Linked DNA regions of Mus musculus: regions 2, 3, 4, 5, 6 and 7 are each linked to region 1. A link is a contact called in public Hi-C, HiChIP or PLAC-seq and Micro-C data. All regions are on one chromosome and are shown on one strand. Each heading gives the region's core, a stretch centred on a gene start, on an enhancer-like site or on the middle of the called end of the contact. The rest is flanking DNA. Distances are from core to core; before and after follow the strand shown.

Evidence for each region. A called contact is a pair of places that touch in the nucleus more often than the background predicts. HiChIP or PLAC-seq counts read pairs in DNA pulled down with a chosen protein or histone mark.
Region 2: a FOXA1 HiChIP or PLAC-seq map of pancreatic cancer cells shows a contact between it and region 1. The contact joins the promoter of Anapc15 here to the promoter of Arhgef17 in region 1. A contact is called at or near these places in 3 of 39 promoter capture datasets (embryonic stem cells, liver and pre-B cells) and 3 of 115 datasets of contacts at active chromatin or transcription factors (differentiating embryonic stem cells, large pre-B cells and pancreatic cancer cells).
Region 3: an H3K27ac HiChIP or PLAC-seq map of embryonic stem cells shows a contact between it and region 1, with 5 read pairs. The contact joins the promoter of Folr1 here to the promoter of Arhgef17 in region 1. A contact is called at or near these places in 5 of 39 promoter capture datasets (hippocampal neurons, liver, pre-B cells and 1 more), 1 of 115 datasets of contacts at active chromatin or transcription factors (embryonic stem cells) and 3 of 9 other capture datasets (adipose tissue, liver and pancreatic islet).
Region 4: a Micro-C map of embryonic stem cells shows a contact between it and region 1, with 4 times the contacts expected there. The contact joins the promoter of Phox2a here to the promoter of Arhgef17 in region 1. A contact is called at or near these places in 3 of 39 promoter capture datasets (cranial neural crest, hippocampal neurons and liver), 3 of 484 Hi-C or Micro-C datasets (all in embryonic stem cells), 4 of 115 datasets of contacts at active chromatin or transcription factors (embryonic stem cells, pancreatic cancer cells and stem cell-derived neural progenitor cells) and 2 of 9 other capture datasets (embryonic stem cells and liver).
Region 5: a FOXA1 HiChIP or PLAC-seq map of pancreatic cancer cells shows a contact between it and region 1. The contact joins the promoter of Clpb here to the promoter of Arhgef17 in region 1. A contact is called at or near these places in 1 of 39 promoter capture datasets (embryonic stem cells) and 3 of 115 datasets of contacts at active chromatin or transcription factors (embryonic stem cells, epiblast stem cells and pancreatic cancer cells).
Region 6: an H3K4me3 HiChIP or PLAC-seq map of pro-B cells shows a contact between it and region 1, with 9 times the contacts expected there. The contact joins the enhancer-like site here to the promoter of Arhgef17 in region 1. A contact is called at or near these places in 6 of 39 promoter capture datasets (the C10 cell line, hematopoietic stem and progenitor cells, hippocampal neurons and 2 more), 2 of 15 datasets of contacts at CTCF or cohesin (large pre-B cells and pro-B cells) and 7 of 115 datasets of contacts at active chromatin or transcription factors (acute myeloid leukemia, bone marrow-derived dendritic cells, epiblast stem cells and 4 more).
Region 7: a contact with region 1 is called in a Hi-C map of CD8 T cells, with 3 times the contacts expected there. The contact joins the enhancer-like site here to the promoter of Arhgef17 in region 1. A contact is called at or near these places in 10 of 39 promoter capture datasets (the 3T3-L1 cell line, the C10 cell line, embryonic stem cells and 4 more), 1 of 484 Hi-C or Micro-C datasets (CD8 T cells), 11 of 115 datasets of contacts at active chromatin or transcription factors (embryonic midbrain, embryonic stem cells, large pre-B cells and 1 more) and 1 of 9 other capture datasets (embryonic stem cells).

Annotation. Positions count from the first base shown.
Region 1 is chr7:100,930,398-100,933,620 of GRCm38.p6, forward strand. Arhgef17 (Rho guanine nucleotide exchange factor (GEF) 17) reads right to left here and starts at 1,764. Exons shown (of 21, transcript NM_001081116.1): 1 at 1-1,764. The coding sequence starts at 1,342.
Region 2 is chr7:101,894,765-101,897,987 of GRCm38.p6, forward strand. Anapc15 (anaphase promoting complex C subunit 15) reads left to right here and starts at 1,567. Exons shown (of 6, transcript NM_027532.4): 1 at 1,567-1,686; 2 at 2,969-3,053; 3 at 3,178-3,223. The coding sequence starts at 3,031.
Region 3 is chr7:101,869,068-101,872,290 of GRCm38.p6, forward strand. It overlaps Folr1 (folate receptor 1 (adult)), which reads right to left and starts at 1,721. Exons shown (of 7, transcript NM_001252554.1): 1 at 1,542-1,721; 2 at 90-237. It overlaps Gm35597 (a long non-coding RNA gene), which reads left to right and starts at 1,644. Exons shown (of 3, transcript XR_378387.3): 1 at 1,644-2,604.
Region 4 is chr7:101,816,772-101,819,994 of GRCm38.p6, forward strand. It overlaps Phox2a (paired-like homeobox 2a), which reads left to right and starts at 1,542. Exons shown (of 3, transcript NM_008887.2): 1 at 1,542-1,943. The coding sequence starts at 1,727.
Region 5 is chr7:101,662,102-101,665,324 of GRCm38.p6, forward strand. Clpb (ClpB caseinolytic peptidase B) reads left to right here and starts at 1,650. Exons shown (of 16, transcript NM_009191.4): 1 at 1,650-2,112. The coding sequence starts at 1,710.
Region 6 is chr7:101,539,589-101,542,811 of GRCm38.p6, forward strand. No RefSeq gene overlaps it. Among named protein-coding and RNA genes, the nearest start is that of Gm35363, 2.7 kb to the left of the region's middle. Within about 2 kb of position 1,728, at least 46 of the 459 cell types and tissues checked have an H3K27ac peak or open chromatin away from gene starts, as enhancers often do. A contact at or near this core is called in hematopoietic stem and progenitor cells, hippocampal neurons, pre-B cells and 1 more, where this site is marked.
Region 7 is chr7:101,502,426-101,505,648 of GRCm38.p6, forward strand. It overlaps Pde2a (phosphodiesterase 2A, cGMP-stimulated), which reads left to right. Exons shown (of 30, transcript NM_001143849.2): 11 at 109-177; 12 at 387-517; 13 at 874-985; 14 at 1,399-1,438; 15 at 1,547-1,610; 16 at 1,953-2,025; 17 at 2,146-2,323; 18 at 2,532-2,644. Among named protein-coding and RNA genes, the nearest start is that of Mir139, 29 kb to the left of the region's middle. Within about 2 kb of position 1,611, at least 37 of the 459 cell types and tissues checked have an H3K27ac peak or open chromatin away from gene starts, as enhancers often do. A contact at or near this core is called in CD8 T cells, where this site is marked.

The DNA of each region.
Region 1 (3,223 bases), core at 514-3,013:
GGTCCAGTCCTCCATCCCTCAGCGGCCTGGCAGTGCCTACAGGTCCCTTACTGCGGGACCTCGTCTGGGGCCGCAGAAGAAGCCCATCTCCAGTTCCAAAACTTGGGGATCGATATACACCCCAGCCCACAGAACTACGGCTTGACCATAGGTCGTCATCTTTGAGGGTCTCTGTGCTGGAATAGCGACTACTTCCTCGGGAGCCAGCTGGGCTGGCCAGGTACGCAGGAAAGCTCACCTTAGCCACACGGAAAGGTGCACCCCCAGTGTCGGACATAGGCCTTAAGCTCTCTTGGGGACCTGGGAGGCATGGCTGTGTACCAGTACCCCACTCATCCATTGAGGTTCTTGGAGACGTCGGAGGTTCGGGGCTCCCGACACCCCCCGCTGATCCCAAGCCTCCCGGATTTAGCTCGTCACTGTCCTGGCTGCAGCCGTGAACCAACTGAGAGCGTCCAGGCCGGAGACCTCTCCCTCTCCAGCGACGGCCATCCTCACCATTTGGGTCCTCGTCACTGCCCGAAGAGTGGCCGCCGAGGTAGGCCGGACTCTGAGGCCCAAGCTGCGACTGCGGTCCCTCCTCTTCCTCCTCGCTGGAACTAGCAGCCCGGCTGCGGCTGACAGGATAGGAGGAGGCAATGGAGGAGGAGGAGGAGGCCCGGGCCCCGGCCTGCGGTTGGGAGAAGCTATGCCAAGAATGTAAACCATCCGCCGGACGCTGCGCCCGCTCCTGTTGCTGGTGCTGCCGACGTCGCCTCCCCTCGATCCCGGGCCCGGACAGCGGCCGCGCAGAACGCAGGCCAGCCAGAGGAAAGCACGTTCGAGGAGGTGGCGTCGGAGGTTGCCGGGGATCGCGAGTTGGGGGCTCCCACGAAACTCTGTCGGGGCTGGTCGACCCCAGGGCCTCAGAGTCCATACTGGGTCGTCTGGAGCTCGGACCGCCGAAGAGTTTGCGCATCTCTGTGACGCTGGGCCAGGCCCCACGTTCAGAGCCTTCCGCAGCTTCTTCTGTGGTGCCGGAGGAGCAGCCCCCGTCCCGGGTACCAGTGGAGTCGTCGTCCAGACCCGCCGCGTCGAAGCGCCGGGAGAGCTGGCGCACCGATGGCGAGAGGCTGCGGAGCGGGCGCGGCTGCGCGGGGGCGGCCGGGGGCCCCGACGCCAGCTTGGACACGCGCCGGGAGGGCTGGCCCGGGACTGCCGCGGCTGGCCGGCACGAAGCTCGGCGCCGCAACCCAGGGGTGTCCGCGTCCTCCTCCCTCGGCCCCGGTCCGCCGCTCCAGCGCTCCAGCAGTTTAAACGAGACGCTGCGATAAAGTGGGGGTCGAGGTGACCCGTCCGCCATGGTTGGTGCTAGTCACTCCGGGGGGGCTGGCCTCGGGACGCCGCGGCCAACCCCCCCTGCACTCCCACTCCGAGGGCGCGCAGTGGCCACGGTCCGAGAGCCTGGGTCCTGCACCCGCAGCGTGCGGCGGCTGTGGAGGAGGGTGCGGAGACGTGAGCAGAGGTTTATCAGTCGAAGATCAAGTTTCCGCGGCTACAAAAGGCAGGAGTTCCATCCTGGGCGGCCCCTCTCGCCCCTGCGGCGACCCCAGGCCCAGCCTTAGCCTCTGCGGGAGAGGCCAGGGACATCGCGGTCCTGCCGGTGAGGGGCCTAAGGCTCGGTTCCTGCACTCAAAGTCCGCCTGCCAAGCCCGGCGGCCCGCCTGCCTCCCCTCGAGCTCCCGCTCCAGCTCCCTTTCCCTCCCTCTAAGCAGCTAGCTCTCTGCTCCCTTTTGTTGCAAATAAACTTTGAGGCAGAGGAAAGGGGGCGGGGGGCGGGGCCTGGCGCCCAAAAGAGGGGGTGGGCTCCGGGAGCGCGCGAGGCTGGGAACACTGTGGGGGGAGGGAATCGGGGAGGAGCCGAAGGAGAAACAGGATGCTAGGACTTTTGTAGACCAAAACGACCCTCTAGGGGAGTCGGCTGCGAAAGCCGCGGGCTGATCCTCCCTGGGGACTCCTTCAGATACCCACAGGAGCTGAGAGTGGACAGCTCTGCATAAAGTAGTCCCCGCTTTCACGCGGGAACCTCTGCCGCAGGGGCTCCAACATGGCAACCCAAGACCCAAAAACTCAGGTACACACCGAAACTCAGGTACACGCAGAAACTCTCCTGGCCGGAAAAGAGGTGGGGCCCAGGGAGACGTAGGTGGGGCAGGCCCACCGGAGCGCTTGTGGTTCCCCACCTTGCTCAGACCACGCCCCGTACTCATCCTTCAGTGGCGAATCCCGCCGCACCACGCCCATGTCCCGCCCCTCACTCTCCCAAACGCTCCACCTATCTCCCACCTCCCTCTGGTTTGTCCCTCGCTGACTGTCCCTTAACCCACCCAATGCTGCTTTAGCAGTCCCACCACTCAGGACTATTACACACAACTTCCCCCGCCATTTTTCCAGTTGCCACGCCCCCTGCCCTCTAAGGCCTGGCGTCCTCTAATCTCTAAGACTCCGCTCCCCACGTCTTTCTGCGGTCGGGGTACGTTGCTCTTGCGCCCTCTGCGGGCAAGATTCTCCGCTTTCTCCAAACTCCGTAGAGATAAAACTTCATCTTCCCACAACCAACCATAGAAGGGTTAGGAAGGTTTCACTTGCTTACAGGCGTTTCCTGCCCCCTTTGGCAAGCACTCTGCCCTTTCTTTGGCCTCCTGCACAAAAGGTGTTTGCACGGGAACGCCCTCAACTTCCCTCCGCCAAACCTATACTCCTACCTGTGGGTGCTCCACCCTCCAGACCAGGAAGGTGTCTCTCCCGCTGCAACAATGATCTACCCTAGACCTCCCCTCCCGCTCCTGCTGCAGTCTAGCAAGTCTAAAATTGTTCTGGTTACTGGGATGTCAACTTCGCACCTCTGTTAGGTCCCTTTTTGCCCAGAGGCTTTAAATGTAGGACTCCACACCTAAATGAATGAAAATATATGGACTGCCTAGGACGTACGGGTAACATTTTAAGTATTTTATTTAATCCTTAGGCCACCCTTGGGGATAGATGTTATTAGAGAAGTCACAATAGCCATTGCAGAAGTCAGAGGGAAAGGATAGCTCTAGGTGTGGCTCAAATCCAGACTTTAAAGTTGTCAATCATCACGGTTTTTTTTAGAGATTTTGATGAAGAAGGAGGGTCTGATTCCTTTAAGTTCCAGCAGCCTTTCTCTTTGTGGGTGGTGGGCAGAACCTAGCCTCTTTGGGGA
Region 2 (3,223 bases), core at 317-2,816, 960 kb after region 1:
TGTGAGAGACAGGGGCTTATACATTTCAGGCTGGCATTGAGCTTGCTACATAGCCCAGTCTAATCTTGAACTTCACATCCTCTTGTCTCAGGTCCCTGAGTGCTACAATTTTAATAAGCAGAGCTTGCTAACGTTTGAAAACGTTTGAAGCTGAAGCTGACCTCTTGGGCCATACAATCAGATTTGATAGGAAGCACATACGGAACCTCTTGAACAGTTCTATCTCATCACTCTTCACCAGAGCCAAGAACAGGAGGAAAACCAGGCAGATTATCATGCTAGTTACAGAAGAAACAGCGTAGACAAAGAATGTACAGGCCTGGGGAGATACCTTAGGGGTTAAAGTGCTTGTTGTAAAAGAAGCCAGGATTGGTGTTTGGGTCCTCAGAACCCACATGATTGCTGGATGGTTATGGCAACCAGCCTGTAATTTCTGTAAAGACAGAGAATTCTCAGAGAACCTGGATAGTCAGACCAGCGATAGCAGGGACTTGTGGTATTGAATAAGAATAAGATAGAAGAGCAATTGAGGAAAATTCCCAGCATCACTCTTGGGCCTACACATACATACACATGCATACACACACACACACACACACACACACACACACACACGATGTTCAAACACACATATACATAAGATAAAATTTTAAATAGATAAAAAAGAGGCCAGCGTGGTGTTACACAGCTTTAATACCAACAGGAAGACTTCGAAGCCAACCTGGTCTAGATAGTGAATTTCAGGCCAGTTAGGAATACGCAATGAAACCTTGTCTCAAAAAAGAAAAGTAAATATTATGAATATGATGTAGTTCCATGACAGAGGCTTGTCTAGCATGTTCAAGGTATCCTCTCAGAAAGAAAAGAATGGATGCCGGGCAGTGCTGGCGAATGCCTTTCATCCCAGCATTTGGGAGGCAGAGAGGCAGAGGCAGAGGCAGAGGCAGAGGCAGAGGCAGAGGCAGAGGCAGGTGGATTTCTGAGTTCCCTGTCTCGAGAAACCAAAATTAAAAAAGAAGAAAAGAGGGGCTGGTGAGATGGTTCAGCGCTTAAAAGCATTGACTTCTCTTCCAAAAGTCCCGAGTTCAAATCCCAGCAACATGGTGGCTCACAACCATCCGTAACGAGATTTGATGCCCTCTTCTGGTGCGTCTGAAAAACAATTACAGTGTACTTACATATAATAAATAGATCTTGGAGGAGTTGGAGGAGGAGGAGGAGGAGGAGGAGGAGGAGGAGGAGGAGGAGGAGAAGGGTTCAAACAGAAAACCGAGTCTGAGAGAACAGAAGGGAAGAAACAGATGTTTCTTGGAACGCAGCAGCACACACGGCATCCACACAAGCGAACATTTCTGGAAACCATACTATTTCGAGGAGATTAACACGCAAACACCGCCGAGTGGCAGGAGGGCGGGACTAGTCGAACGCAGGCGAGGGGCTAGCCTGGAGAAACCCTGCCGCTGGAGATTCAAGGAGGAGCTGACAGGTAGGCGGGGCAAGCGAGGGTCCTCCCCCAACTAGTACGTAACTAAAGTACATCAACATCACTTCCGGCTCGGTGTTGAAGCGGGAAACAAAAGGAGACGCAAGACGCATGCGTTAGTGAGTCCCGGATTCTGGTGGGTTCTTCCGCTCAGACCTGGGGAAACGCTTCCGGGTCGCCGCCGGCTGCCGGCTCTTGGCGCGGTAAGTGCGGAAACGAGACTGCTGCCGTTTCCTTGCTTGTTCTTTCTTCCGGCTTCCAGAGAAACCCAGTTCCTTTGACTCGCTTCCCTAGCAGTTCATTTTCCCCATTTTTACTCTTAAAGACATCCTGCTCACTGGCCGTTTCCTAGAGTCTAAGCCCCACCCATCGCACATGGTCCGTCATGCATTGGTTTCACTTCCTGTCACCCAGCATTTCTTGCAGTTAATTGGCTTCGGCCAGGCCGCGCGCATTTTGCGATTAGCATCCCTATAAGGTCAAAATCCTGACGGAGACCCGCCCCTGCCTCCTTCCTGTTGGTCAATCTCGCAGTCATTATCATAATGAGCAAAGAATGGGCGGTGGTGGGTAGAATTTTAGTATATAAAATCTGTCAGTGCTTTCGGGATCGTGGTGGACGCGCCTTTTTTTTTTTCCCCCATCACACGGACCTGGGGGGGCTTTGGTCTAGGGAATGACAGCGTCTAGTTCTGCGTGGGTCAAATTAAGTTGGAACAAAAGCTAGAGTAGGGCCGGGTGTGGGGGCTGGTATACGCCTTTAATCCCAGCATCCGGGGGCTGAGGCATGCGGAGCTCTGTGAGTTTGGGACTAGCCTGGTCTATATAGAGAATTCCACGACAGTCAGGGCTAAATATTGTAACCCTGTTTCATTTACTAAAAATAGGGGGAAACACCAAGGTAGACACCAACTCTATTTTTTCCTGTGCCCTTCCTACAGTGCTGGGCCAGGATCCCTGCCTTGCGTAGGATTTAAGCCCCCATCGAGTGTGTGGCCAAAGTCAAGCTCTACATGTCACTGGGTTTGTGAGCCAGGGCGTTTTAGTTCAGCTTCTTGGTGACCTTCCTGGTCAGCAGCTTCAGCCCACAGAGTTGATTTTGTTCTCTTCCATGTTAGTTCATTCTTCATTTGTTTGTTATTTACTCATCCCTCTGAGAATTTCTTTTATCCTTGGTTGTGTGTACTGCAGTTTGACTGGTTGGTGAGAGAGGTGGTTCATGTCCACACCATTTTGCACTGGTTGGATGTGACATGAATCAAAAGAGCAAAAAATAAGTTTTGTGGTGCGTGTGTGTGTGTGTATTTAAAATGAATTTTACTAGATCTCTGCTATTGCTAATCTTGTGCATAATCACAATGCCACATTCCATCTCTGGCTCCCAGTCTCTTCTCTCTTTAAGCAACATACAGCTTTACTCATTATTTTCTTTGTTTGTCGTAATAACTGAGGATGATATAATTTTAATTATCCCCATTCTTACAGATGAGGAAACTGAGGCCCAGAGAGGTTAAGTGTATTGGCCAAAATCAAAGAGCTAGTAAGTGATGGAGCCAGGACTCAAACTCAGGTCTGTCTGATTTCAAGAGGGCAGGGCAGCTTCTCTGCTACCCACCCAATCCACCCTATCCCTAAATCAAATTTCAACTGCATCAAAACAAAACAAAACATATTCACGTGACCCTTTCCCTCAGCTTAGGAGCCATGTCCACCTTGTTCCCGTCACTCTTCCCTCGTGTG
Region 3 (3,223 bases), core at 471-2,970, 940 kb after region 1:
CTATCTTACAGTGGACCCTTGGGCCGGCTGTGCTCTGACCTATCATCATTTCCAAATCAGCAAATTCTTTAACACACGCTGGGGAGTACCTTAGGGTATGTGGATCCTGCTGAGAAGTGTCAGGCGGCAAACAAGGAAAAGATGGCAGCTCTCAGAGTGCCTCGGGCTTCTTTGTCTCCACTCTAGGCTTCCTTTGCTTTCTTCATTCCAGGAGACAGCCGGCCGAGGTTTAGTGGCCTAGGAAACAGAGCTGTGTGGAGCAGGTAGTGGGAATGCAGCCCAGGAATGGAGCCTGAGATTGGGCGAGGCCATTCAGCTGTTAATTATTGCATGTGTGCAACAGCAGGCCTCTGTAGGGATGCGATTAATAGTACAGGCTCCGTTCTTGGGATGTGTATGGCAAAGGCTGGCCTAGCATGTGTGAGGCCCTGGGTTCAATCCCCAGCATTGCAAGTAAACAAATAAACAAACAGCTGGGTGGTGGCACATGCCTAGTATGTGTGAAGCCCCAGTTTCAATCCCAGCATTGCAAATAAATAAACAAACAGCCGGGCTGTGGTGGTGCATGCCTTTAATCCCTGCACTCGGGAAGCAGAGGCAGGCAGATCTTTGTAAGTTTGAGACCAGCCTGATCTACAGAGAGAGTTCCAGGATAGTCAAGGCTACACTGAAAGACCCTGTCTCAAACAAACAAACACCTCACATTGTGTCTTGAGCTGCTAAGATCCTTTAAAATAATCCATCCACTACCAACACCCATGTCCTATTATACACATGAATAGGATGAGCCCCAGAGGACCACACCAGAGCCAATGGCAGGACTGTCACTAGAACACAGGCTTGCAACTTCCAGGCCTGTTGTATAGAATCAGAAGATCCCATGTCCCCAACTTCTCTCAGCTACAAGTTCCCCCAACCTCACCAGCCAGGCTATCACCCACTTCCAGTCACAAGACCCTGATGGCCTAACCTTTCTGACGAGAGCCTCAGTGCTGTGGAAGCCCAGGCTTCCTTTCCTTCTCCACTTGCTCACCTCCCACTCCTGTGACAGATCTTTACAGGCGTGGGGGCGTGGGGGGAACCCTTAAGGATCTGAGCTAATTTTGACATCACCCACATTTCACTGCAGCCAAAACAGGACCCCGTCCCCCACCCATCCCTTACTGGGAGCCCAGGATGGCGCTGCTGTTGGATAAAGGAGTGGGGAGTAGATTTGAGCAGGAGACTCGGAGTTGTTGATCAGTTACCTGTGCGTGTGTGGCCCCAGAGGAAGGCTCCAAATTGGACATAGATGTGGGAGCTGTCTCAACCGAAATTTAAGTGAGATAGTAGAGACCACTACATTGGTGAATGTCAGGAGAAAGAGAAAAGGAAGGAGGGGAAGGAAGGCAAGGAAGAAGGGAAGGAGGAAGGAGAGAGAGGAGGCAATTTGGACTCTGGGGGAAAATTAGCCAAAGAACAAGGCCCTACAAAGAGAGACAGGCTCCCAGGAGGTCCCTGGTTCTGTCTTGCTACCCTTCGCCCTGGCCACTGCCATGTACCTGAATCCTGTGACACACCAGGAGTGTTTGTCTACTGAAGATCACAACAGGTTGGGGACTTCTAGAGCCGTCAGCCTCCTTTCTTGTTTATACTTCCAGATCAGCCTGCTGACTGGGGAAGGGTGGGCCAGGTATCTATAAAGCCTAAAGCTGGAGGCCCTTCTAAGCTGTCTCTGCCCCGGGGCTGATTATTAACTGGCCTTTATGGCTCCTCTATTGCAAGAGTGAGGTTTGCCCCCTGGGTGATGCTCCTGAGCTCTACAGCTTCTGAATAATTAACCTTTCCAGTGAGGATTTGAGGTGAAGATTGAGCTGGGGCCTGGAGTGAACACCCTGCCCTGCCTCAGCTCCTGCCTGAGTGAGGAAAAAAAGAAATAAAAAGGAGGCCATGACAGCCCCTAGGTATGGTGGAGGAGAAAGTTTATTGTAGATATGGAGAAGAGCCTAGCCAGAAAAGCATTTGGAAGGGCCCAGAGTGAACAAGACCCTGAGCTGGGTCATGGGAGGGGAGAGGGGAAAGCCATGAGACCAAAAGTGCAAAAGGGTAAAAAGACCAGCTTAGCCAAAATGACTGCATTCTATAGAGAAGAACCACTAGAAGAAGGGTGGCCCAGGCCCTGGGCTGGAGAAGGTTTAGGTCAGGGAACCAGGCACGCCAACCAGGAGGATCCTGAAAACAAGCAGAGACTGGGGGATGCTAGGAGAGCTAGGCAGCTTGTGTAGGACCTCCATCAGCTATTTGACTGCATTTGAGCCCTAATGCCCTGAATGTTGAAGTGTTGTACCCATCCGGAGCCTAAGTGTTGAGATCATTTGACCACTAGGGAGGGACAGAATTTCACAGTCACCTTGGAGCCAGTCCAAGAAGTATCTCCCTGAGATAGCAGCTTATTATCAGCAAAACTGACTGTCAGTGTCTAGTCTGGCCCAGCCTGCTAGTGTCTTGTGACCAGGCTGAAAAAACAGGAAGGTGTTTGACAACCCCCCACATCCAACAGTGGGATTAAAGGCCAGGAAGCAAGAGAAGGCCTCCAGATTGCAGGGGAGAGAATCCTGAGCTTTGGTGAGTATCGGGCCCCCGATGTGCGCCATTCACACTGTTCAGGGCTGTGGACACTGGAGTTTGTCTACAAGTCTGGTGTCGTTCGTTTGCTTGAGAGAAGTCTATCAGGCATCCTGGAGCAGCATTCTAAGGCTTATGACTCCACACTACTTCTCCTGCCTGATTTTTTTTTTCTTTTCTTTTTGAGACAGGGTTTCTATGTGTAGCCCTGGCTGCTCTGGAACTCACTCTGTAGACCAGGCTGGCCTCGAACTCAGAGATCCACCTGCCCTCTGCCTCCCGACTGTTGGGATAAAAGTCTGCCTTTCTTTCTTTCTTTCTTTCTTTCTTTCTTTCTTTCTTTCTTTCTTTCTTTCTTTCTCTCTTTCTAAACATTTTTTTTTTTTTTTTTTGCTTTTTTGGTTTTTCGAGACAGGGTTTCTCTGTATAGCCCTGGCTGTCCTGGAGCTCACTTTGTAGACCAGGCTGGCCTTGAACTCAAAAATCTGCCTGCCTCTGCCTCCCGAGTGCTGGGATTAAAGGCGTGTGCCACCACGCCCGGCTACATTTATTTATTATATATGTAAGTACACTGTAGCTGTCTTCAGACTCCCCAGAAAAGGATATGAGATCTCATTAC
Region 4 (3,223 bases), core at 292-2,791, 890 kb after region 1:
GAAAGAGGAATTCCAGGAGAGTTTCTCTTAATCCTAGAGGATTTTGTTTGGTGACAAGGACATGGCCCTCTTCTGGCTTCTTTTTGGATCTCAGACTTCCCATCAGCAGGACTTAGTGTAGAAACCTGGGGACTTGGGGCTGGGGACTAATGAGGAGAGGTTCAATTCATCCTTCAGGAGAGCCAAAGAGACAGAAGGGGGTTTCTACTCATCCTCCAGGTAAAGATGCTAAATGTATTCCATTCACCACACAGCCTGGAGAGCTGGGGAAAATCCTTGGAGGGTCAATGACCTGGCTTTTCCAGAAGAAGGCAGGGACGACTCAAAGGGGAAGAAGAAAGGCACTGAAGGAGAGAGAGGGAGTCATTACCATAGTCCTAAGGCTCAGCATCCTACACAGACACAGTTACACACACACACACATACACACGCACACGCACACGCACACGCACACACACACGCGCGAGTCCAGAGGTCACAAGCTATTGGAGAGGACAACAGAGCTGAGAAGCCGGGATGGGAGGGAGTGGCCTGGACCCAGCAGGTGCAGGCTCCTGTGGCCCTCAAGACAAGAGACTTCTCAGAGAGAGAGACTTCAACCCTGCAGCCTTCTCCTCTAATGCCTTGCCAACCCCTCCCACCCCCAGCCTCTCCACCACAATGTCTTGGTCGCCTTCGGTGCTCTGGTCACAAATCCCAGCTCTCGGGGATGTCCTTTCTCTCCACTCATCGGCCTCTGTTTCGCTGGTCTGTTTCTGTCCTTGTTAGCCTAAGGCCATCCTGTGTGTGGTCTCACTGTGATTGTCTCTGATTTGTTTCAGCCTTCTCTGCAGCTCCATCACAGCCCTGGTTGCAGTCCACGTCCATGTTCATCCGTGTCCCTCTGTCTCCATGCCTGTCTTTCTCCATCCTGCTGGCCTCCTCTCTCTGCCAATCTCCATCTCCACCCCTGCCTTTCTCTTCTACCGCTTCATCCTTGTCTTCCCTTACTTCTATTTCGAGGTCTGACCCCTTTTCTCTAGTCTCTCCATACCCACGTCCCCTCCTTGTCCCTGTCCCAGGCTCCTGTCTCTTTCTCATCCCTGTCTCCATCCCCCTCACTCTAGGGCAGCCTCGGCAGTCCTCGCAGGGATAGGACCTAGCTGGGGGCGGGGCTGAAGGGCCAGATCGGAATAATTCGGTTATCTGGGAGAATTGAATTAACTTCTTCACACCAGCACCGCGGGGCCTGCCTCCCTAGCTTCCACGGGGCCGCAGGTGGGAGGCCCAGGAACGAGGTCGGGACCCTCCTGCTGGGCATGTTGTGTAGAGATCGAAGGTCTAGGCCGGATTGGGACAGGATAAGGGACTCTCGGATTGGGGTCCCACGATGCTCCGCCTGCACCTCGGGAGCCCTAAGAGGGAGGCCCTTTGGGGTGGGGGACCCGAGGTGGCTAGGGGCGGGGTCTGGGCCGCTCAGGCCCCGCCCCGCGGAGCTCGCCCCGCCTCGCCCCCTCCGCGGGGTCCTGCGCGTTAAAAGGCGCGCGGGCTGGCAGCACTGCACTTGCGTTGCACCGGGGCAGAGTGCGGGCCGCGACGGGGCGGGCGGACTCTCGGGCGCTCAGAGCCGGTCTCAGGTCCTCTGCGCCTGGAGCTCGAATCTCCATCCCGAACTCCACCCAGCCCGGGACCCCGACCCCAACCAGACCCGGCCCTGCCCGGCCCCCGCCCCCGCCCCCTCGGGCCGATGGACTACTCCTACCTCAATTCGTACGATTCGTGCGTGGCGGCCATGGAGGCGTCCGCCTACGGTGACTTCGGCGCCTGCAGCCAGCCTGGAGGCTTCCAATACAGTCCCCTGCGGCCTGCCTTCCCCGCCGCTGGGCCACCTTGCCCCGCGCTCGGCTCCTCCAACTGTGCGCTTGGCGCCCTACGCGACCACCAGCCCGCACCCTACTCGGCAGGTGAGCGCAGTCCCATCCCAACCCTACCTCCAAACCCCACCTCCAAACCCCATGAAACCCCAACTACCTTTCCTACTCTGCAAGTAATTGTGACTGAACCCACAAGCCACCCCTACCTATGCTGCTGGCTAGACTCCTCCAGTGTACTTTGAGACCCCCGGTAATAGGAGTTTCTTCTTGGCAGGGATGAGCCGCACCCTCTTGTTCCAACGGTTCCTCTTTCTCAATGCCAACCCCCTACCCTGTGCCTTTCGTATCAAAGAAACAGGTCCAGTCTTAGGCCTCTCATTAGGCCTTCCCCTCCCCACCTACAAAGGTGACCACCAAACCTCTCCATTCCCAGAATCCTCAGAATTGGCTTCCAGCTCAGTCCAGCCAACTCTCATTCTTACCACCTGTGTCTTGGGTGATGCCACCCTCAACAAAGATCCCTGCTGCCGCTGAGCTGCCCAGATGGCATCCTTCCCCCAGCCTTGATTCCTTCTTTCCAGCCTCACCTTGCCCTGTCTTAGACCTATCCTGCCTGGGCCCAAACCTTACTGCACCAGCAGAAAACAAAAAACAAAAAAACGGGTCCCATAGCCACAGAAAAGGAGCCTCTATCATTTGGACCACTTTCATTCCCACATTCCCTCCCATCCCGGACGACAGCCCTTGAAATCCCAGGAGCAGATAGATCCTCCACCCTCGAGTCCTTTGATCCAAGCAAGTCCCAGTCCAAACCCTCAACGTCATTTAGCCTTTTAGGTATCCCTATGCCTTCTGTTAGTGTCCCAGCATGCCCCACCCGGCTTCCTCCTTTCATAATCCCCCCACCCCCAAATATCACTGGAACCCGAAAGGAGGTCTGGGGTTTGTTGGGGAGATAAATACCTTAATTTAGAGAAATAATGACCTTTAAGAGGCGGCCGTAGACCAAAATGGGGTTAGGAAGACTGGTGGTGCTGGGCCAGGCCAGGATGGGGATCCCATAAATGGGAACAGGAAATAGGAAGATAGGACCCTTGAGAAAAGGGTCTGTGAGACTGTGGATGGGATAAGGTACGGAGAGATGGAAACACAAATGGAGACCCTGAGAGGAATGGGTGCATAGTGTTGGAAAACAGAGATAAGAACCAGATGGTGGGAACACACATTATGGAAGATGGACACCAAACGAGCCTGAAAACAAATACTCGAGAGGGAAAGAAAGATGGAGTGCAGAAGAGAAGAATTTGGGAAGATGGGACCCCATGAAAAACATGGAAATTTAAACCAGACTTAGATACAAGGATTTAGAG
Region 5 (3,223 bases), core at 400-2,899, 730 kb after region 1:
ACTCTGCCTCCCAAGTGCTGCCACCATTGCCTGGTTTAGTATTTTTTTAGATTTATTTATGCATTATGTGTACAGTGTTCTGCCTGCATGTATGCCTGAAGGCCAGTAGAGGGCACCAGATCTCATTATAGATGGTTGTTAGCCACCATGTGGTTGCTGGAAATTGAACTGGGGCCTCTTGAAGAGCAGCCAGTGCTCTTAACCTCTGAGACATTTCTCCAGCTCCAACACCCACAAGTTTTAATGCAGACTAATCCACTTCCTATGAAGAGTTCCAGAAGTGGAGAAGGAAAAAGCAAAGAATAGGGCAAGTGTCATGTACTGACCTTTCTTAGGAAAATGGATGTTAGCTAGAGTGCTCCATGTACAGGTAAACGCAGGCATGAGACTTGAGTGGGACAGATGCAAACCAAGGCTTAAGACCTATTCTCAGCCAACAGGCTAATGGAAAGCCCCAAAACCTGCTTTAACAATTCAAACAAGCCAGCTAGGCACCACTGGATACCAACCAGCAAAGTACCTGGGCCTGTCAGAAGCCCTGGCAGCCCAGACAAACTGTTCCCTCGATCTAGCTCAAGAGGCTCTAATGCAAGAGCAGGAAGCATTCCGCCTACAAGGCTTTCTCTGTATCCTCTAGATCAGGAGCAACTCTATGGAAGGTACAGCTTTGAGCCAGGGTAAAACAACACCCCAGACAATCCCAAACCCAGTTTTGTAATTCTGTGAGACACAAGGGGCCAGACACAGATATATGAGTAGCTAATTGTCAGCTAACTACAGAAGGAATCAACTGAAACACAATTCATAGATTCACTATTATGTAACAAACAAGATGGCTCAACTATAAAAGACACTTGCTGCCAAACCTAAGGATCTCACACACACACACTCACACACACACACACACACACACACACATCTTTAAACACACACACACACACACACACACACAGTCTTAAAGTCTTTTGAGACAGAGTCTCTCTGGCTCATAACCCTGACTATCTTGAAACTCACTATGCAAACTAGACTTTCTCAAATTCAGAGAGATCTGCTTGCCTTTGCCTGGAATGCTGGGATTAAGGACACACACCACCTTTCCCAACACTCAACATCTTTTTGAAAAGCAATAGCAACTCAGAATAAAAGTGGGGAGGGGTACAAGTTACTTAACAGGTCTTCATCGAAAATGCAATTTTATTTAAACACTAGGGAAGTTGTTCTAGGATTCCTGTATTTTGATTTTCGATATTTTGATTTGATATTTGATATCTTACACAGTTGGGGCTGACCTAGACCAAGAATGTGATTTTGACCCAGACCTTGAATTCCCGTTCTTTCAGGTTCCCACCTTCCAAAGGCAGGGCTTAAAGTTCTGTGTTAATACAAATACGGGGCTCTGGAATCTTGAATCCTAATTGCCACGCCCCACCAGAGTTTTCCTTTTTGCCACGCCCCTCTGCCCGAACTGCATTTCCCAACATTCTTCCAGCTCCGCTGTCAGCGGTCATTGTGATGTCATTCCACAGCCCTCGGGGAAATGTAGTTTGTTTAGTCTCCAGCTAGAGAAAGATCTGGGGCTGTGGACTACCACTCCCGTGAGGTAGTGCGCAGTCCCACCTTATAAGCGGCGTCTTCGAACGCGCCGCGGCAGCCATGTTGATCGTGGCTAGCACAGGGGCCGGCACCAGCGGGTTTTAGAAGCAGGTGTCATGATGTTGTCCGCGGTGTTGAGGAGAACCACGCCAGCGCCTCGGCTCTTCCTAGGGTTAATCAAATCTCCATCTCTCCAAAGCCGGGGAGGTGCTTACGGCCGTGGCGTTGTCACCGGAGACCGCGGGGAGCCGCAGCGGTTGAGAGCTGCCGCTTGGGTGCGCCCTGGAGCATCTTCTACCTTCGTCCCCGGACGGGGGGCAGCCACCTGGGGGCGCCGTGGAGAACGCACCGAGATCCCATACCTGACTGCCGCCTCGTCGGAACGCGGTCCTAGCCCCGAAGAAACACTCCCGGGACAAGACAGCTGGAATGGGGTCCCCAACAAGACGGGTCTGGGCATGTGGGCCTTGGCCATGGCGCTGGTGGTTCAGTGCTACAGCAAGAATCCATCCAACAAGGGTGATTATGGGGTCAAACTGGGTTCAAGGGAGAGGTGGGTGGGTGGGTCATGACTCCTTTGGAAGGTTGAAGGTATTTGTAAATTTAAACCCGCATAACCTTACCTTGAAGAAACCCAGTTACCTTCTGCTGCCAGGAGCAGCAGATGGAAAACTCACTGAAGTTACATCATTTCCCATCGTAGGTCTAGCACCCTCTTTGGGATCAGTTTGTATACAAGTATAATTGGGGACATTGGACTGACTAATTACAGCCCGGTCCTTTTATGTACCAATATTATATCTTGTCCATTAGTCTTTCAAGAGGTCTCCAGGAAGCCTCAACAGCTTTAGGGACCGCCTCTACATGTTTTTCTGCGTACATAGGTCCAAGGAAGGAGGACACTTGGTTCTGGTGCTAGCCTGACCCCATGTTCCTCTCTAATCTTAGTTTCCCCACTGTCTAATGAAGGCAAGCTCTCAGTGCTCTAATATTTTGACCTTTCCTGGAGTTCAGAGTCTGTTTAGTTGCTTAGAGTTTTGCTTAGTGTCATGTTTAAGATGAGCTGGATACTGTGGAGGGTGTGTGTGTGAAGCCTTGGGGGACAGGGAGTTGGCTGAAAGTTGCTCTCTGGAGACTTACAGCAGTGGGGGAGGGAGGGAGGAGGTGGAGGTAGCTAACTCAGATTGGCTTCTTACCTCAGTTGCTTAGAGTTGAGCAGGAGCTGCAAGGGTGGCCTGGCTGAGCCCAACCTCTCAGGTTTTCAGTTGTCAGTGCCTGCCTGTCCCATGCACCCCAGACTCTGAGATTGTTGAACAAGATTGGAGACCGCCTTGACCTTCCCTTGTTTGTTTAATAAGATGGGGCCGCTTGGAAAGAAAGGACTTCTGGATGAGGAACAAGGACACGGAGGATCTTGTACTGTCTTTGTAAATCTGGACTCTTAATCCTTCTTTGCTGCCCTGCGTTTCCTTTCTATTGAAGAGGGCGTTGAAGTAGGTAGGGCCTTTCTAGTTTAAGCATGCGGGAATTGTATGGTTTCCGCTTGTGCAAACATGAAGGTGGCACTGTGCTTAGCTTGGACCTAGGTGTTCAGAAAATCCCAACTTAAAACCTAGCCAGCTAAGGGGAG
Region 6 (3,223 bases), core at 478-2,977, 610 kb after region 1:
TGTAAATGCTAACTTAAGGACTGTTCTTGCTTTCAAACCTAAGCCCTTTCTTCTTGTTTTTTGGATAGAAAAAGAAAAGAATATCTTTGGTTGAATAGCTTCAGGGTCCCCGCCTGGTTCTAAAATAAATATGCATGAAGATCAGCCCCGATAATATGTAAATTCAGTCAGGTCAAAAATTGGTAGTGTAGAAATTTTAGGAAACCTTTCAGTACTAAGACTTCTAATCAAGGTTTAAAGGATTCTTTGATCCCAGCATTCAACCGTCAGAGGTAGGCAAATCTCTGTAAGTGCCAATCTGATCTCCATATAGTTCTAGGCCAGGCCAGCTCGGGCTGCATGCCGACTACATCTCAGAAATAAGGCAGATAAAGCGCTTGCCTTGGATAGACCGCTTTGACGCAAGTGGGAGGAGCCAAGTTCACAGAAGCTGGATAGAAGAGCCGGAGTCTCCACACGGAGACAGGAGATGGAGACAGGAGATGGAGACAGGAGTCTCCAGCAGTGCAAAGGAAACCAGGCTGGCACACGTGTCAGGGACCAGCCAGAGCCTGTTTCAAATAAGGCAGAAGTGAGGACTGAAATTTTCTTATCTGAAATTGTCTTCACATGAGTGCTAAACATATGCATCCAACACACACACACACACACACACACACACACACACACACACACACACACAAAGAGAGAGAGAGAGAGAGAGAGAGAGAGAGAGCTCTATTACAGTTGTTCTAGAATTCACCTTGGACATCAGAATTCAAAGATGCTTATGTCCCTTCTATAAAATTTAATAGTATTTGCAGATAAACACTGTGCTTTAATCATCTCTAGATTACAATGACTCATACACTGCAAATGCTATGAAAACCATTGCTAGCCTGTATTTGTTAGGGAATAGCAACCCCCCCCCAAACAAATTCTGTACATGCCTGAGACCCCCCCCCCCCTTTTTTTTTTTCTGAGAAAGAGTTTCTTGGTGTAGACCAGGCTGGCCTTGAACTCAGATCCACCTGCATCTGCCTCCCAAGTGCTGTGATTAAAGGCATGTGCCACCATGGTCCAGTGAGACACATTTTTTTTTTCCTGGATTGTGTGTGTGTGTGTGTGTGTGTGTGTGTGTGTGTGTGTGTGTATGTATGTATGTATGTGTGTGTGTATGCTCACGCACACTCTGGATATTTTCAGCCTGCTATTATAGTAGGATCCACATGTCTAGAAGCCATAGTTACAGAGAGACAACTCTTATCTAAAATAAATATAAAAAGCCCTAGAGCCCTGACGTCAAATGGCCTCAGGCAGGTGCTTCCTCCAAGTCTGTGGAAGATAGGACTTCCTTTTGCTGCCCGGGCACATGACATATGGCCCAGTTTATAAATTATTGAATGCGCAGAGGTTTTACAGTCTTCAGTCAGAATTCTGTTGGGAACCTCCAAGTTGTCTCATTTCCTCTCTTGTTCCTGGTTTAAATTATCGGGACCCTGTGTAACTACCTGGAGAATCTCTGGGTAAATGACAAATTGTGATTTACAGAGAGCACTGACATCGTTCTTCAACTTATTAGTTCCCTTCCCTCAAGCATATTTTCCTCTTCTTTGGCTTGATAACTCACCTTCCTGGGAGGCAAGCTCTGGGAAGCAAGATTCTAGTCTGCATGAAGTTTTAGACCTGGCTTGAAAGATGTCAGTGCTCAGAAAGGCTTTGTTAAATATGCACCGCGCCCTCTCGTGGCTACAAGTGCTCGCTGTAGACTGGAAATGCTAAGCACAGGCTCCACTGCCCTACATCCCAGAGCAGCAAGTAGGTCTCTAAGCTCCTAGGCGTCTCCTGACGCTTGACTCGGCGGATTCAAAAGAACATTTTGTAACCCAAATGTAAAACGACTCTAACCCACACGTAAAAACAGTAAAAACTGTGCCATCTTCTCCCAAACACACCTACTTCAGCCAGGCTGTTCCTCAATAGCTTTCTCTTCACCTTTTTCTAAAGTAAAACCGGAATCGATTCAGTTTAGATTTTAACTCTAACAGAAAGGTCTGCTTCTGCTGAGTGGGCATCTGGAATTTTAATTATCTCAGCTTTCCCCGTGTCACGGGGCAAAGACCTTTAGCCTTTCTGTGGTATGGGCTTACTGGAGCTATTAATACTATGGGCTCCGCAACTCTTATTCGTCCTTGGGCACTACTGTCCTTCAGATATTGGTTTTGTTTGATCAAGAACCTTAGCAGAATCCTAACTTTTTGGGTACCCCGAAAAGCTCCTAATGTGGAGGAGGAGCGTGTTCCAAGTATGAATATGCATCTCCTGTAACCCGTCTCAGTTGAGGGATATTTTAAACGCGTGTAACAGAAGCTCGCACAGTAAGAGTGGGCTGCCGTGGAGCAGATTCATTCCAATTCAGCTACTGGTTCAGATTTGCTGTGTTTTGAAGACCAAGGAAGAAAAGAAAAAGAATAAGAGCCATCAAATCTTGCCCAAGCATGCCCTTTATCAGATGGAGTTCTGGTTAATTGTCTCCAGGTCCCCTAGGTATCTCGGAACAATGCACTTTCATCAGTTGGGATTTAGCCGGTAGATCTCTCAAAGCAACAGACATGAAGTTGGGAAAAAATTAAGAACAACAAAGAAATTAAATGACAGTGCATGTGCATTTAGTAGTCTTCATTAAAGCAAAAGCTTTGATGGGAATGCACCATGAATTTTAGTTAAAAGAGGACTGCGGGTCTTCCTCCCACACAGTAGAAACAAAAATGTAAATGTGATATTTTAGTTCCTGAAGGACCTTAGGTTTCAAATTTTAATGTTTGAAGGAGCCAAATGAAGCACAATATACAAATTCCATGTTTTTTTTTTCATTTACTGACATTCAAGAGACAGTGAATGCAAACATGAGTATTCTGCTGGCTGAATTATTCTGAAGAATCAATATTTTATAAACTGGTTCTTCTAGGTTTGTATAATACATATCCAAAATATTCCACTTGAAGTAAATACTTTTGTCACTATCTTTCTCTTAGGATCTCTTATTATCATACCTGCATGCATCATGCCCCAAACCTTCATAATCAAAATGATTGATTTAACAGTAATTTTCTAAAATTTAGAAATGTTTCTCAATCATAAATGGTGCGATAATGATGATGATGATGAGATGATTATGATAATGATGACGATGACAATTTTTGGATTTTCAAGACAGGACTGCACTGTGGCGCCCCCCCCCCCC
Region 7 (3,223 bases), core at 361-2,860, 570 kb after region 1:
TCCATTCCTGAACTGTTCAAAGGGTTTGTTGAAACTTCCAGACTTGGAAGGCAAGGATGGGTTGACCCAGGGAGAGCTGGGCCAACGGGGTCTCTCTTCACTTTCCAGTTGACCATGGGACGTCTGGGGCAGGTGGTGGAAGACAAGCAGTGTATCCAGTTGAAGGACCTAACCTCTGTAAGCCATGGCCATGCTGAGCCAAGGGAGAGGGAGGGGGAAACCCTTTGCTCAAGCCCCAGTGTCTTTGGAATGGGGTAGCCTAGAGATGGGGAGACAAGACCCAGACTTGGTGACACCCTGTCCTCGTGCCATAACGGGCTTCGGAGTGTGGTGAGAGCTAGGGAAGAGGCACACTGCCCCTCCTCACTGTTCCTTCATCTCTGCAGGACGATGTGCAACAGCTGCAAAACATGTTGGGTTGTGAGCTGCAGGCTATGCTGTGTGTCCCTGTCATCAGCCGAGCCACTGACCAGGTGGTGGCCCTGGCTTGCGCCTTCAACAAGCTTGGAGGAGATTTGTGAGTTTGAGAGTGGGGGTGTCATGGCACTATGGCAATAGCCCCAGGTTCTAGGGGGTCTGAAGTGGGAGGATCACGGGAGCCTAGAAGTTCCAGGCCAGCCTGAGCAACATGTACATAAGCCTGCCTCAAATAAACAGTGGCCTGAGGAGGAACCCACATTTTGGTCTGAGGGCAGTCAGAGCTTTCCCTAGAGCTCTGTGCCTGAAGGGGGAGAAGGCATGGTGTGTAGTCCCAGTGTGAAGAGTTTCATTAGCTGGCAGATAGGAGCTTCCTGGTAGCATGCAGGAAAGGAGAAAGGGGCCGAGAAGGCCATCTTCCCTGTCCTCTCTGCTGACCCCCAGCCCGACTTCCAGCTTCACAGATGAGGATGAACACGTGATCCAACACTGCTTCCACTACACAGGCACGGTGCTCACCAGCACCTTGGCCTTCCAGAAGGAGCAGAAGCTCAAGTGTGAGTGCCAGGTGAGTGCCTGCCTTGAGCTTTTCCCAAGAACCTGCGCGCGCCAGCCCCAGAAGGCTATCCACGAGGGTGATGCTGCCTGGGTTATCTAGGCCAGTGGCAGCACTGTGGCTGGGTAACCTAGTGACCTGGAAGTCCCTTAAAGAGAGAGAGGTCAGTATTTCCCTGGGCTCTAGGCATTGTCTGTGATTGCCCTCTAGTGTCTAACACGGGCACTACCACAACATCTGGGCAGCCAGAGGCAAAGGTGGCAGCCGTTTGAGACCCAAGAACTTCACTATTCTTCCCCAGCTCCTTCACTTAGTACCCAAAGGGTTTCATTAGGCACGTCAGTTGCCAGCCTGCTCTAGGAGCACTTGGGAAGGGATGAGAACATCCCGGGCCATCTTTACGATCTTCACTTCCTCCTTCCCAGGCTCTTCTCCAAGTGGCAAAGAACCTCTTCACCCACCTGGGTGAGTGATGTGTCTCCCACACAAGGCGTTTGGGGAGGAGGAGATGTGGAAGAGATGCTTGCCTGGCATTCCTCAGGTCTCACGTGCTTCTCCTTCCCCCTCCTCCAGATGATGTCTCTGTCCTGCTACAGGAGATCATCACGGAAGCCAGAAACCTCAGCAACGCAGAGATGTGAGCAGAAGTGGGGTGGTGCGGGAGGGGAAGTCTCAGCCCTCACCGCCTCTGCCCCCTCCCTACCTTCTTATCTGACATTTCCTTCTGCCTGGGCCCTTGTTTCAGCCAGGACAGCGCTAACTTTGCTTGCCATGGGTTTCTATGAAACCTAGTAGGAATTTAAAACAATACAATACAAAACAAATAAAAGGCAGATGGAGAGATGTTTGGAATTGTCCAGCTCCGAGGAGAGTGTCTCACTTTAGGACACTTTCCAGGGTCTCAGTAATCGCTACACTAGCCATATGTGGTGGTTCGAGAGGCGTCAGAACCCCACGAACCAACCTCTTCTCTCCACAGCTGCTCGGTGTTCCTGCTGGATCAGAACGAGCTGGTGGCCAAGGTGTTCGATGGTGGCGTTGTGGACGATGAGGTGAGGGAGTATGGAGGGTGTCCGGGAGTAAGCAAGAGGACCTGGGGGAAAAGCCACATTTGAAAAGTGTCTATACGGCAGGCTAACTTCTTGCTTTCTATTCCATCCCTGTTTGGGCAGAGTTATGAGATCCGCATCCCGGCGGACCAAGGCATCGCGGGCCACGTGGCGACTACGGGCCAGATCCTGAACATCCCAGATGCATATGCCCATCCGCTTTTCTATCGCGGCGTAGATGACAGCACTGGCTTCCGCACGCGCAACATTCTCTGCTTCCCTATCAAGAACGAGAACCAGGGTGCCGACTCGTGGTGGCCAGGGGCGGGGCCTGAAGGGGCTGTACGGGGGTGGAGCCGGGGCGGGGACTAGGGGAAAGTGGTTCTAGGGTCGGAACCTAAAGAGCCAGGGATTGTCTAGTCTTGAGCCATTTCTTCCAGAGGAGTTAGGAGAAGGCAGGTCTCACTGGACCCCTTCACCAGCGATTCCCATTTTCTCTCTCTTCCCAGAGGTCATTGGTGTGGCTGAGCTAGTGAACAAGATCAATGGGCCATGGTTCAGCAAGTTTGATGAGGACCTGGCCACAGCCTTCTCCATCTACTGTGGCATCAGCATCGCCCACGTGAGGGAGCGCTACTGGGGCGGGGAGGGTGTCCTTCTTCTATCCCCCACATCTGCTTTCTTCGCTCTGGCCTGTCTATGCTCAGGGCTCCGATCCCAGCGAGCGGGATGCTATGCAGCCCGCCATACATGCTGGCTGCCTCTAGTCGTTCAGCATGCAAAGCTGGGGATACTATTTCTGGTCCTGTCCAACCAGCTTCTGAGGATCATGAAAGAGAAAGGAAAAGAAACAAAACAAATCAAAACCCCACCTAGTTCTGCTGGGCTAGATGGGTATATATATGGTAGTACGTGATAGTATGGGCCTATAACCTTAGGATTTGAGAGGGAGTAGCAGGAGGGTGGAGTTCAAAACCTTGGCTACCTAGCAAGTTGGAGGCCAGCCTGAGCTACATGAGAGACACTGTCTAAACAAACAAAAACCCTAACACACACATAGAAAACCCTCTTGGTAAGATTCCCTACCCACCCCAGCAACTCCAATCTACTAGTCCGTATCTTTGTAGCAAACGTTGGATCTTTCTCTCCATACTTTTGGCATCTCTAGCCTGAAAATCCAACCTAAGTACCCGAGTTAATC